Linked DNA regions of Sus scrofa: all the other regions are linked to region 1. Evidence: chromatin contacts called from public Hi-C and HiChIP or PLAC-seq data. All regions are on one chromosome and are shown on one strand. Each heading gives the region's core, a stretch centred on a gene start, on an enhancer-like site or on the middle of the called end of the contact. The rest is flanking DNA. Distances are from core to core; before and after follow the strand shown.

Region 1 (4,264 bases), core at 1,147-3,646:
TTCCTTTCCTTTTCTCCCTTCCTTTCTTCCTCGTTCCCTCCCTCCCTCTCTCTCTCTCTCTCTCTTTCTTTCTTTCTCTCTCTCTCTCTCTCTCTCTCTTCCTTTCTTTCTTTCTTTCTTCTTCCTTTTTCTTTTTAGGTAGCATATGGAATTTTCCAAACTAGGGGTCTAATGGGAGTTGCCGTGCCAGTCTATACCACAGCCACAGCAACATCGGATCCAAGCCACATCTGCGAACTACACTACAGCTTGTGGCAACATCGGATCCAAGCCACATCTGCGAACTACACCACAGCTTGTGGCAACACTGGATCCTTAACCCACTGAGTGAGGCCAGGGATTGAACCCACATCCTCATGGATACTAGTCCAGTTCTTAACCCACTGAGCCACCATGGGAACCCTATGCTTGTGTTCTATTTCCTGACTTTAAGCATTTTCTTTCCATTAGAAAGATAAGGAAATTAATCATACTATTTTCTCATTCTCTTCACGTTTTTCCTTAATTTTTAAAATCATTTTTACTTTTTCCATTATAGTTGATTACAGTGTTCTCTCAATTGTACCGCAAAGTGCCCTGTCATATATGTCACACATTACCCTCCATCATGTTCCATCACAAGTAACTGAATATAGTTCCCTGTGCTATACAGCAGGATCTCATTGTTTATCCACTCCAAATGCAATAGTTTGCATCAATTAACCCCAGACTCCCTATGTCCTGTTATTTTTTATTTCACCTAATCTGTTGCTACATTTCTAACTGTAAAGGCTAATCCTAAACCTCTCCTCCAGTACCATAAGGGTACTACCTCTATTTACCAACTAACACATATATTAAAATAATATAACAAACATATTACAGTGTATGCAATACATTCCCCTCACTTGTCTAGGTGATGTTTACCTCTTCTGGAAGGGTTGTAGTTAGAGAGCAGAAATACTGAGAAGGACTATGCCGTTGACAAAACACATAAGGACTGAAAGATATTCATTCCCAGATCTGAAGATATACTTCACCTGATGGACAAGACTCATCAAATGCTAGGCAGGGTGACTGAAAAAGGAAAAATACACAGAATGTTATGAAACTTCAGAACTGTAACCATTCACATGTTAAAAAAAAAAAAAAAAAAAAAAACCTTTTTAAAACCTTCTGAGGAGAACATGTGTTCAATTACTTCCAAAGGAAAGATCTGGAAAGCTGCAGAACTTTTCATCAACAATATGAGCCACTAGAAAACAATCATGCTAAGCTGTCAAAACTTTCAGGGGAAATAATTTCGAACTCCGAATTTCATATCCAGCTGAAAGATTAAAGATGAGGTTAAAAATTATCTTGAGATATGCACAGACTCAGAAAGTTTATCTCTAGGCAACCTGCGTGAAAAGTTATCCTGAAATGTGCTTCAGTGAAACAAACAAAAACACAGGGAGAGAATGAAATGAGAGTGAAGAGTTGATGTTGCATGAAATGTAACAGAAACAAAGCAGGCTTAAAAGAGATGAAAAGCAGATTACTCACACATTTCATTGTTCGAGTGAAAGACAACGTTGCATCATGGTTGGATGTGCTGTCTGGAGTCAGGCTGCTTAGAGTCAATCACATTGACAGTTTGGCTTGTACAGTTTGGTTTGTAAGTTCACAGGATTTCTCCCCTAATGTATGCAGATAAACCTATACGCAGACACACACTAACACGCAATCCTAATGTAAAGTTGGGAGGCAGATTCCTGAAACCAAGACTGCATGAGTCTCACTTATCCAGATTTCCGACCTTTCTACACATCTGCACATCTTTCCATGTCTCCTCTTCCTCCATTTTCCTTTCTGACGCCAAAGAAAGCCATTTTCTCACACCTAGGAACACCTGAAGTGTTTTCTCCTTGTCAAGCCCATGACAAAATGCCAGCTCCCAACTCCTCTCCAGCCAAGAAAGGAGATAAACTCTGTTCAGCCCATGGGGTTTTGTATCTTTAAGACAAAATGTGATTTTTTTTTTTAAAAAGGCTGTGGCAAACTGATTTCCATCACTTCCCAAACATGTTTCCCAGTTATAGAACACCACAAAGGAAAAAAAAAAAAAAAAAACACTGCATAAAATGATTTATCACGTTAATTAGAAGTTCATTAATTACTGTTAATTACTGTCGCTTGTCCTCTGAGTTAGGATAGAGTTCTCCCCACCCATCTCACCTCCCTTTTCTTCTCTCCTTGCTGAATGATTCTGACTAGATCTCAAGCACCAGATCAAAAAAAGAGCCAAGAATGCTAAAACCAACGTGCCTTCTAGCTTTACCAAATATGAGAGAGCCTATCCCAGTGAGATTAAAATATTTACCTTCATTTACTCTGACAACAGCTGGCCATTCCTTTTTTCTTTAGTCCAATTCCAGTCGTTTTCATCTGGGAAGTGTGGCAAGTTTGCTGCAATCTTGAAAGTGAAACTAAAGTTAAAGAAAAAAAAAAAAAAAACACGTTGGTACCGTCTAAGAAGGACAAAGGAAAAAAACCCACAATCTCAGCCGGAGGTGTTTTACATTGTACCATTAAAATGCCTTGTTTATCTTCTTCAGGTACAGTCCCTTTGGGTTTTATTAAAAGGTCACAGGTTTAGTAACAGAGAAAGTTGAAAGGATTAAGACCTCACCCTTTGATGTGGGCCGGGCTTATACTCAGGAGGTTAATGAATATCTGAGAGTGAATTCCTCTTTTTTTTTTTTTAAACAAAGTCTGATGTGTGACTGTCAGCATTTAGTAGAGTGCAGTCAATGGAACAGAAAAAAAAAAATAACCTCAATTCCTTATCAAAGCTAAGAACTTTCACTTATCTCATTCTTAGCAACCTTGTGAAGACAAATAATGCAGAAATTAACCTTTTTTTTTTTTTTTTCTTTCTTTTTAGGGCCATATTGCGGCATGGGTATGTGGAATTTCCCAGGCTAGGGGGTCTAATTGGAGCTTCAGCTGCTGGCTTACACCACAGCTCACTGCCATGCCGAATCCTTAACCCACTGAGGAGGCCAGGGATGGAACCCTTGTCTTCACGGATCCTAGTCAGGTTCGTTACTGCTGAGTCAAGACGGGAATTCCAGAAATCAACCTTTTCTTTTTTTCTTTCTTTATTTTTTTCGTCTTTTGTTGTTGTTGTTGCTATTTCTTGGGCCGCTCCCGCGGCATATGGAGGTTCCCAGACTAGGGGTTGAATCGGAGCTGTAGCCACCGGCCTACGCCAGAGCCACAGCAATGCGGGATCCGAGCCGCATCTGCAACCTACACCACAGCTCACGGCAACGCCGGATCGTTAACCCACTGAGCAAGGGCAGGGACCGAACCCGCAACCTCATGGTTCCTAGTCGGATTCGTTAACCACTGCGCCACGACGGGAACTCCCAGAAATCAACCTTTTGATCAAAGAAGAGACCAAGTTTCAGAGTTCCCGTGGTGGCTCAGTGGTAATGAACCTGACTAGGATTCCTGAGGATTCGGGTTCCATCCCTGGCCTTGCTCAGTGGGTTAAAGATCCAGTGTTGCTGTGAGCAGATATGGTTCAGATCCCGTATTGCAGTGGCTGTGGCATCGGCTGACAGCTCCAATTCGACCCCTAGCCTGGGAATTTCCATAAGCCCCAGTTGTGGCCCTTAAAAAAAAAAAAACCAAAATCCCCATTTTATTTTTATGAAGAGGTACAGACTTCTAGCTACAAAATAAATATATTGCATAGGGAATATAGTCAATAATATTGGAAATTTGCATGGTAACAGATGCTTACTAGACTTATTGCGATCATTTCATAATGCATATAAATATCAAATCACTATGTTGTACACATGACACTAATATAATATGATATGTTAATTCTGATTCCCAAAAAACCTTGCCGTGGGTTTATAATGTGAGAAGTATATTATGGACCTAGAAGACCAGTTACATTGGCTTTAGAAAATTAGTTAGACAGCAAATTTTTTTTTTTTTTTTTTGGCTGTACCTACAGCATATGGAAGTTCCCAGGCCAGAGATCAAACCTGAGCCACTGCAGTGACAAAGATGGATCCTCATTCCTGGAGCCACCATGGAACTCTGGATAGACAGTCGTTTTGAAGTGCTCACTGGTCTTCCTTCACAGCCACCGTTCAGAAAGGACACAGTCCTGCTCTGTCGTGTTTAAAATTCTAGAAGGCATTTCTTTTTCTCTTTTTTTGAAATCTTTCTCTAAAGTAAAGGTACAATCCCTCTTACAAGCGTCACTTCTATATCAGCACAC
Region 2 (4,196 bases), core at 76-2,575, 460 kb after region 1:
TTGTTCCAGATTCTTGAATCTGCAGCTGTTAGTCAACAGGTGAAAATGGGTTCTCTAAGAGGAGCCACTAGAAGATTCTGAAATATTGTGACTCACAGATTAAAAAAAAAAAAAAAAAAAAAAAAAAAAAAAACTGGCAGTACAGATTTTAATTCCAACTTTTAGCAATGAAGCTCACAATAAAAAATAAAGCAGACATTTTCAGGGAAGTTGTTGGACTGCCAACAACTACGGAAAGAGAAAGCATATCTGACAGGAAATGTGCCCCCATCTATCTAACATGAAGGCAAATGAAACAGAAAACCTCTCCACAATGAGAAAGTAGTACAGGTGATGTGTGACACCATGGCAGGAAATAAGAACTTCCAGTTCCAGCATTAATAATTTATACCTCCTCTATACTTTTGGAAAATTTAGATGAAATATTATCCTAGTTCATAAAACCATAACTTATGGGTCTTAAATTTTGAATTTTCAATTATTTTATATTCTATCTGTAATGGTTGTTCTCACAAGATTAAATAATATATACTCATTTAAAGCTTTTACTTAAAGAACTCTATTTAAGTTTTGACTGACACATCATGCCAACCAGTTCTCAGCTGAACAAGCTCCAGCTTTCAGCACAACATCCATCTTTTGGCAGGCAGTTTATCCAAGTGTATAGGAAATCAGCATGTTCTACAAATGAAGATCTATTCTGCGACAGCTCTAATGTGTGTGTACTTTTTGTTTGTTTGTTTGTCTTTTTGCCTTTTCTAGGGCCGCTCTCGCGGCATATGGAGATTCCCAGGCTAGGGGTCTAATCGGAGCTGTAGCCACCGACCTATGCCAGAGGCACAGCAACACCAGATCCAAGCCATGTCTGCAACCTACACCACAGCTCACGGCAATGCCGGATCCTTAACCCACTGAGCGAGACCAGGGATGGAACCCACAACCTCATGGTTCCTAGTCAGATCATTAACCACTGCACCACGACGGGAACTCCGTTTGTGTACATTTCAAGTTATCTTAAGCTCATTACTGGAAAGAGGGGTCTTCTTTTAAGCACAGCAAACATAAGTCCTTTCACAATATTGGTCTAGGACCCTTTGAACCCCCAATCGCTGAAACTAATCGGAGGGATGCATTGAAACAAGAACAGAATAAAACAACGAAATGGCGATCAGACAAGGGGAGGTTCCTGGGGGGTTGTGTGTCCCCAAACATTCCCCTCTCTCCACACAGCTTCGGTCTAACAGATACTGTGTTAATCAAGAGTCTGCTCACGATGAAGTTCTGGGTCAGCAGGGGAGACGAAAGGGGAGGGGAGAAACGTCCTAATGAACTTGCCTCTGGGTTTGGGGGGCAAAGCAAAGCTGGGACCTTCCCACCGCGCAGCTCTAGCAGGGCGAACATCAGGTACTCGGACCCGCGACTTCAACTCGCAACTTCTTCCTCCCCCATCCCCCACCCAGGCGCGGGCCACTGCCGCTCGAGGAGTCCCGGCCACCACGTTACCAAGCAACAGGCTGCCAGAAGCAACTGAGCAGAATGCCAGGGGTTAGGGAAGTCGGTTGGGAAGAGAGCCTGAGCAACAGAAATGAGCCCAGGTAAGAGCCAGGCCGGGAGCCGGCCCTTGGGGGGACGGTCTAGGAAGTGGACCGGTGGTAGTGGAGGGCGCCGCCTCCCCAGCCGCCTCTCCCTCCACACGGGTCCTGTCCGGAGAGCGAATCTTCCAGACTCGCTGCACAGCTCGCTCACCCCGGGACGGAAAGCACCGCCTCCCTCCCCCAGCCCGCCTGGCTTTGGTCTGGGAGCCACCAGTCCCGCCGCCCCAGCGTGGCTCCAGCGCGCCCTCCGGTGGCGGCTCAGGGCTCCCGCGTCCCGAATCCCCAGGCCTTGCCTCTTCTCCCAACAGAAAAGCATCCTGAGGAAGAGGATGAGGTGGCCTGCGTTCTCCTTTCAGCGTCCAAGATCCTAAATTCCTCTGAAGGGGTAAAGGAAAATGGTGGCAGTGAAAAAGGTAAAACCTTCCAGGTCAAGGCTCGGATGGCAGTGAAGTTTCTGCCTTTTACTACAGGCAGCCAGTACATTGCCTAAATCCACTGCCCACCTGGTGTAGTTCCACTAACTACTCATATAATAATAAACTAACACCGCTATCTGGCATTTACTTTGTGCCAGATATTGTTCTAAACACTTTAATCTATCAACTTATCTAATCTTCACAACCCTATGAAGTCAGTCTACCATTTTCCTCCTATTACAAGTGGGGAAACAGGCACAGAGAGGTTGTTTTATATATATATATATATAGTTATATACAAAAGTAAAATTATATATATATATATAACTATGTATATAACTGGGTTATTTTTCTGTACAGCAGAAATTGACAGAACATTGTAAATCAACTATAATTAAGAAAAAATTAAAGGAAAAAAGACCCAAATGTTAAATAATAGATTGAAACACAGCTGAGCGTCCTATTTTGTTAAAAAAAAGAAAAATTAAGTTTTTTTTTTTTTAAAAGAGCTGCAGTTTTTAAGCTCCATAGAAATCATGAATAAGATGTGTGTAAATACCCAGCCAGGAGGGATCTGAGAACACTGAAGTTGAAGTCTCATTCCCTGGAAAGAAGCCTTAGGAGGCTACATACCTCAGAGGGGGCTGGTGTTCAGCATGACACTCCAGGGGAGTAGCAGAGTACTGTGGGCAGAAGGTGACATCTAAACTGATGGGCCAGGTTGCGATCTGACAGTTGCTCACAGCCCATAGGGGACATGCAGGTGACCCAGATGCAGAGGTGCCAGGAAAAGCAGTGAGGTGGAGACCTGAGGTCAGCACAGGATTTGCCACCTTCCCAAATCCAGGACCTTCATATAGGTCTTGTCAAGGGCCCCAAAAGAAGGGCTGGAGCAGCTACACCCTCACAGATAAGACACAAGACAACTGGAGGCCCAGGGACCACCAGGATGAGCCACACCTTAGTGGAGGCCAGCAGGACAGTGTGCTGACCACCCCCTCTCCAATCTTGTGAGCCCCACCGGTGTCCCTGTGCAATAGGAGGGTAATGGAAAGCTCCAGCTGGGGAGAAAGTCCTCCCAGAGAGTTTAGACACTGAGACAACTCAGCACTTCAGAGAGCATTTAAGGTCAGAAGAAACTGAGGGACATTAATTTAGCAAGACCATGTGATTGTTCTGGAACCTAAGCAGGATGAAAAGCCCTAGAGAAAAACGCCAGCATTCATAGAAGTTACATGCAAAATTTGCTTGTGTAAGAGTTCCGGTCTTCCGTGCTAGAGCATAGCCAGCATAAGGACAGGGATGCCATATGTGAGAGATATCCCAAGTCATGCTCTATCAAGGACAGCAGGGATCTCCTGCGTAAAACAAAGGCAAAATTAGGAAGGGTGACTTTGTGCCCTCTCCTCTCTCTGTCCTCTTAGGGACACTCAATTGTCACCAAGTGATCCATTCCCTAGTGCTGACCAAAAGAACGCTGACCCGATTCACTCCAAAATCATTTATTTTTTTCCCACATATGTGTATTACCAGCTGACTGAAGGGTGAGTACCTAAAGTTAGCAAGAGGTAATTCTGGATTGTGGGATTCTAGGTTATATATTCCTTTTGATCTGCATTTTGCTCTGAGTGCATCAGAAGAGGTTATTTTAGAGTTTGAGAAACTTTGGGATGCCTTGCTGGACTGATCCAGACCTCACTTGAGTTCTTTCTTATCTCCCTTAGATGAACATTTCTAACTACATTTTATTCCCAGTAAGATACAAAGCTGAGCAATATCCAGATGGACTCATGGTCCATCCCTGCCCTGTGATGAAGGCAGATTCTTCAGGTGGTCAAAGGGCTCCAGGCTCTTAACCACAGCTGCTTTCTCAGTGATGAGGGTCAGATCGTAATGGGGTTGGTGGGGGGTGTATACTTTCAACCAGCTTCTATAATATCTGGAGACCGTTGCTCCAAAGATGTGCTGACCTCTTAAAACAAAAAATAAACCCTTTTCTTATAGCAGAAACTGTCAGCCTGAGGGAACATTCTAACACAGCTCTCATTTCATTCAGGACACACTTTTAAAATTTTTTTATGAAAATTTCCAAAAGAAGTTGTCTAACATTGGGAAAAAAGAGTATAGACAGGGAACAATATCCAATCACTTGCAATGGAACATGATAGAAGATAATATGAGAAAA
Region 3 (4,606 bases), core at 780-3,279, 500 kb after region 1:
TCTACTTTGTGGGCCTGAGCAGGAATAATAGGGATTCAAAGTTATCACCATGAACCCTCCCTTTGACTCTCCAGGTAAAGCAGCCATAAGTTATAAAGAAATGTGTATCTGTTGCATTGCCATTCATCTGTCCAAAATAATAAAATTATTACTGTACAATGTGGGATAAATACTGCGTAAATAAATCCTTCTTTTGAGAAGTTCAAAGTAGATTGAAAGAACTTGATTACATAAGGCAGATATATTGAGTTTAGATAAAATTATGTCAACATACTACATTGTCCCTCATATTAAATACTAGAATTTCCTTTTTCAGAATGAACAAGACACCTAGGTATTACCCTATTGTTTTTGAGGTTTTTTTATGAAATATCACACTAAATATATAATTATTTATTTGGATATACTGCTTTTAAATTAGACACGTTCTAAAAAGTATGACCAAAGAGCTAAGAACAATTGCCTCTATTTCACTGTAATATTTTTTAACACCAATTAGTTATACGCACTGGATGTACGTTATAATCCAAGCTAAGAAATTTTGTCTTAAATTTTGAAGATGTTTCAATGCCACTAAACAAGGTTGCCTATTTGGAACTGTGGCCCATCTCCTTCTCTCCCTGCATCCTACCTCTTCCTCTGAGCAGGTATGCTTTAAAACTAGAAGTCAGGAGATCCCATCGTGGCTCAGTGGCTAATGAACCTAGCTAGTAACCATGAGGTTGCGGGTTTGATCCCTGGCCTCCCTCAGTGGGTTAAGGACCTTGCCTGAGCTGTGGTGTAGGTCTCAAATGCGGCTAGAATCCCACATTGCTTGGCTCTGGCATAGGCTGGCGGCTACAGTTCTGACTAGACCCCTGACCTGGGAACCTCCATAGGCTGCGGATGCGGCCCTAGAAAAAGGCAAAAAAAAAACAACAAACCTAAAAGTCAGTCAGAGTGTATTAATTCGATTTGCATCGATTTCAAAGCTCCATCTTCACCGACCATCCACAAAGGCTTCCTGTGATGCTACAGGGGCTTAAATCCTTAAAGGCTCAAATCCTGAAATGGTTCTATCAAGGCCACTATCGCCCTCATCTGTCATCATGGGAACCGCCCCCCTCCATGGCATCTGGGTTCCAATTGTCCTTTTTCAGTTCTCAAGTCAGGCTCTCTCCAGCCACAGGACCCTAGCATATGCTGTTTCACTTTAGCCAGGTACCACTATGCAGACCGCTTTCATTCCTCCAATTAATACTGATCCTTCTAATTGTTTAGTTCATTCCTCACTTCTTTAAATCCCTCTGTCATAGCGGCACGTTCTTCTCTTTACTACTCTTTCCAACCCCTCACCATGGTTAACTAATGGATTATGTTACACTGTAGGGATCCTTTAACCAACAACTCTTTCCCGCTGAACTGTGGTTTCCAAGAAGGAGGTTCTTCCTTACCAGAATGAAAAAAAATAAAGAAAGGAAACAGGGTGGCGGGGGTGACGGGGAGGGATAGAAAAGGAGTCCCTGTCTTGCATTTTCTGCACTGCTTAACTCTTCTTGAGCAACATTTACAAATCCATTCATTCAATGATTTCACAGTTTGCAAGCCACTCTGACTAGGGCTGTGGTACAAGCTAGGAAAACAGATTTTAAATAAATGCACAGATCCTGACCCTAGGGAGCAGTAGACAAGACTTAACTAAGTATAACAGGGTGGAACAGCAAGTTCCCATCGAAAGTTACGGATAAAGTGCCTTGGGGCGGGGGGTGAGGTGGGACAGAGGAACAGTAAACTTCTGGCTGAGGTGATGAACAAAATGACGTCCCACTAGGAAAACGGAGGCTCAGAGTAGGTAGGTATCTAAAGGACAACACCTGGGGGCCCCAAGGACCAAGTCACCTCTAAGAAGGGTACCCAATCCGAGAAGCGAGATCAGACGTCCCAGCTCCAGCCCGGGTCAAGTCAACTGCGGAAGCGACCAGAGCCACGAGCAACCTCAGGAAGAGCCCTTCCCGCGCCGGCCCTTGCTACTCAGCAACCCAGCAAGTTTTGCGAGGAGGTTTATTTTGGGACGTTGCCTCGGTTACGGGAGAATCCATTCCAAGAACGCTACCGGAGGATGTGTAAAGGTTAGAATCCCCATTGGAGAACCTCACAGAAAGACGTGAGAGTGTCTGTAGGATACGAATGACGCAGTCAACACAACTGTCCGAAAGTGAGTCTTCTCTTTCCCGCCTCTTTATCCATCCGCGAGATGTGGTGGAGTGGTACGTCCATGACGTATGCTGCAGGGAATGTTGGGAGTTGTAGTCGGCCTTTCTCAAAGCCCAGACGTCGATGACGCCACTTCCGGCCCAGCGTTCTGCGCGGTAGGCGGGCGTCCTCTGTGTTGGCCACGTAGCAGTTATGGTGAGTACCCCTTCTCGTCACCGAGTACTGCCTTTCCTCTCAGGCTTCACTAGTACCGCTCCACAGCCCTTGAAAGAACTGGTCCCGCCGGCGTCTTGGTGGCAGCTGCGACTCAGTGGCCTGGGCTATCTCGTCCATGGGCTGTCTAGTTAGGGCCGGAGGGAAACTGGCCCTGGCCCCCAGCGCAGCCACTTTTGACTACGCGCTCCACCTTTTACTTGTGAATGCAGTTTGCGAACCAGGCGTTTTTGTTTATTAGGGGTTTTTGAGGGTTTTGAAAAAGGATTGGACCTGGGGAAGATGTAACTTTCCAAATGGTCTATTCCCTTAGCTGCTGTGATGTCACACACTCTTGGTTTTCCCTCCTGATGGCTCAGCCAGCTCCTTTAATCATGTGGTGTTAAGTACTTTACGCCCTATAATTTCTACAAAAACAAAAAAACCTTTTTTTGGCCACACCCTGGGCATAGGGAAATTCCCACGCCAGGGATCAAATCCGAGCCACAGCTGAGACCTGTGCCACAGCTGTGCAGCTATGGCCGCACAAGATCCTTAACCCACCGCACCACAGTAGGAACTCCTCTCCAAAATTATATCTTCAGTTTAGATGTTTATTCTGAGCTTCAGACCTGCACACTACTAAATGTATCCCCACTTGAGTAGCTCATATGTATTTCAAACTCAGCAAGTTGAAAGCTGACCATTCCCACCTCCCCTCATTCCACACCTGCTTTTTCTCTAGTGATTCCCATCTCAGTTCATTGTGCTGCCCTTCCACTACTTGGTTGTTCAAGCCAAAAACCTGGAAATCATCCGTGACATCTCTCTCTTCTCAACTCCTGAACATCTGTTCAGTAATCACATCGTAAGGAACCGGCCTCAGTTGTCACTCCTTTACTCTAACACTATCAGATCCAACCATCCACTTTGGCCTCTTAAGTGGGGTTTTTTTGTTTTAGTTTGTTTTGTCTTGTTTTTAACACAACTGCACCTGTGGCACATGAAAGTTCCCAGGCTAGGGGTCAGTCGAATCAGTTCAGAGCTGCAGCTGCCAGCTCAGCAACTCAGGATCTGAGACACATCTGTGACCTACGCTGCAACTTGAGACAGTGTTGGATCCTTAACCCACCGAGGGAGGGCAGGGATTGAACCCACATCCTCCTGGATACTAAGTGGGTCTATAATCTGCTGAGCCACAGCAGGAACTCCCTTAAATGGTCTTTTAAGAAAGCCTTGGCCAATCTGAGCACCTGCCTGGGCTGGGCTCTTCCACCTCCACCCCCATCTTTCCTTTGGAATTATTCATACTGTTACCTATTGACTGCTTAGATCTCAACTTAATATTATTTCCTCAGAATATCTTAATTCAGAAATGTAAGGAGATTCTAGTGTATTCATGTAAGATCTCTTATGGAACCTTCACAACAGCTCTGTGAAGTTGTGTATTTTTCCAGTTTTACAAAGGAGAAGACAGACTTGAATGGTTAGTTATAAGGTCATACAGTAATTAACAACTAAATTTTTCTCTTGCCTGTCTTTTTAACTTTTATCTCCAGTATCTTTCAGTGACATTAACTATTTTTATTCAAATAGGTGCATCATGTTTAACCAATTTCTTTCTTTAACACATTTCTTACTGATAGCTATTTAGGTAGTTTCCTTTCCTTTTTTTTTTTTTCTAGGTGCATCATGTTTAACCAATTTCTTTCTTTAACACATTTCTTACTGATAGCTATTTAGGTAGTTTCCTTTTTTTTTTTCTTAGTGCTCATGTTTTTTTTTTTAACATTTTTACTGATAGCTATTTAGGTAGTTTCCTTTTTTTTTTTTGTCTCACCTGCGACATATGGAGGTTCCCAGGCTAGGGACTGAATCGGAGCTGTTGCCACCGCCCTATACCACAGCCACAGTAACACGGGATCTGAGCTGCTTCTGTGACCTACACCACAGCTCACTGCAACGCTGGATCCTTAACCCACTGAGCGAGGCCAGGGATTGAATCTGCGTCCTCATGGATCCTAGTCGAGATCCTTAACCACTGAGCCACGGTGGGAACTCCTAGGATAAATTCTAAGAAGTAGAATTAGGACAAAGAGCATGACCTTTCAACAGGTTACAATTTATGAAAAATAAAAGCAGTCACCCTTAAAAAAATGTGACCAGGGATTTGTAAGTGAAAGAAATAGTAACAGTACCTACTTAATAATGTTCCGAGAAT

What was found. Hi-C and Micro-C count contacts between places; a contact is called where the count stands out from the background. HiChIP or PLAC-seq counts read pairs in DNA pulled down with a chosen protein or histone mark.
Region 2: a Hi-C map of liver shows a contact between it and region 1, with 4 times the contacts expected there. The contact joins the promoter of CCDC110 here to the promoter of TLR3 in region 1. A contact is called at or near these places in 1 of 5 promoter capture datasets (liver), 19 of 47 Hi-C or Micro-C datasets (alveolar macrophages, brain, embryonic fibroblasts and 11 more) and 1 of 2 datasets of contacts at active chromatin or transcription factors (skeletal muscle).
Region 3: an H3K27ac HiChIP or PLAC-seq map of alveolar macrophages shows a contact between it and region 1. The contact joins the promoter of C15H4orf47 here to the promoter of TLR3 in region 1. A contact is called at or near these places in 3 of 5 promoter capture datasets (fetal liver, fetal skeletal muscle and liver), 1 of 47 Hi-C or Micro-C datasets (skeletal muscle) and 2 of 2 datasets of contacts at active chromatin or transcription factors (alveolar macrophages and skeletal muscle).

What each region holds. Positions count from the first base shown.
Region 1 is chr15:46,964,394-46,968,657 of Sscrofa11.1, reverse strand. It overlaps TLR3 (toll like receptor 3), which reads right to left and starts at 2,396. Exons shown (of 8, transcript NM_001097444.1): 1 at 2,343-2,396; 2 at 907-1,056.
Region 2 is chr15:46,500,805-46,505,000 of Sscrofa11.1, reverse strand. CCDC110 (coiled-coil domain-containing protein 110) reads left to right here and starts at 1,325. Exons shown (of 7, transcript XM_021075584.1): 1 at 1,325-1,595. The coding sequence starts at 1,586. It also overlaps a transcript of C15H4orf47 not described here.
Region 3 is chr15:46,468,312-46,472,917 of Sscrofa11.1, reverse strand. C15H4orf47 (chromosome 15 open reading frame, human C4orf47) reads right to left here and starts at 2,029. Exons shown (of 8, transcript NM_001190210.1): 1 at 1,894-2,029. It overlaps UFSP2 (ufm1-specific protease 2), which reads left to right and starts at 2,302. Exons shown (of 11, transcript XR_002339221.1): 1 at 2,302-2,388.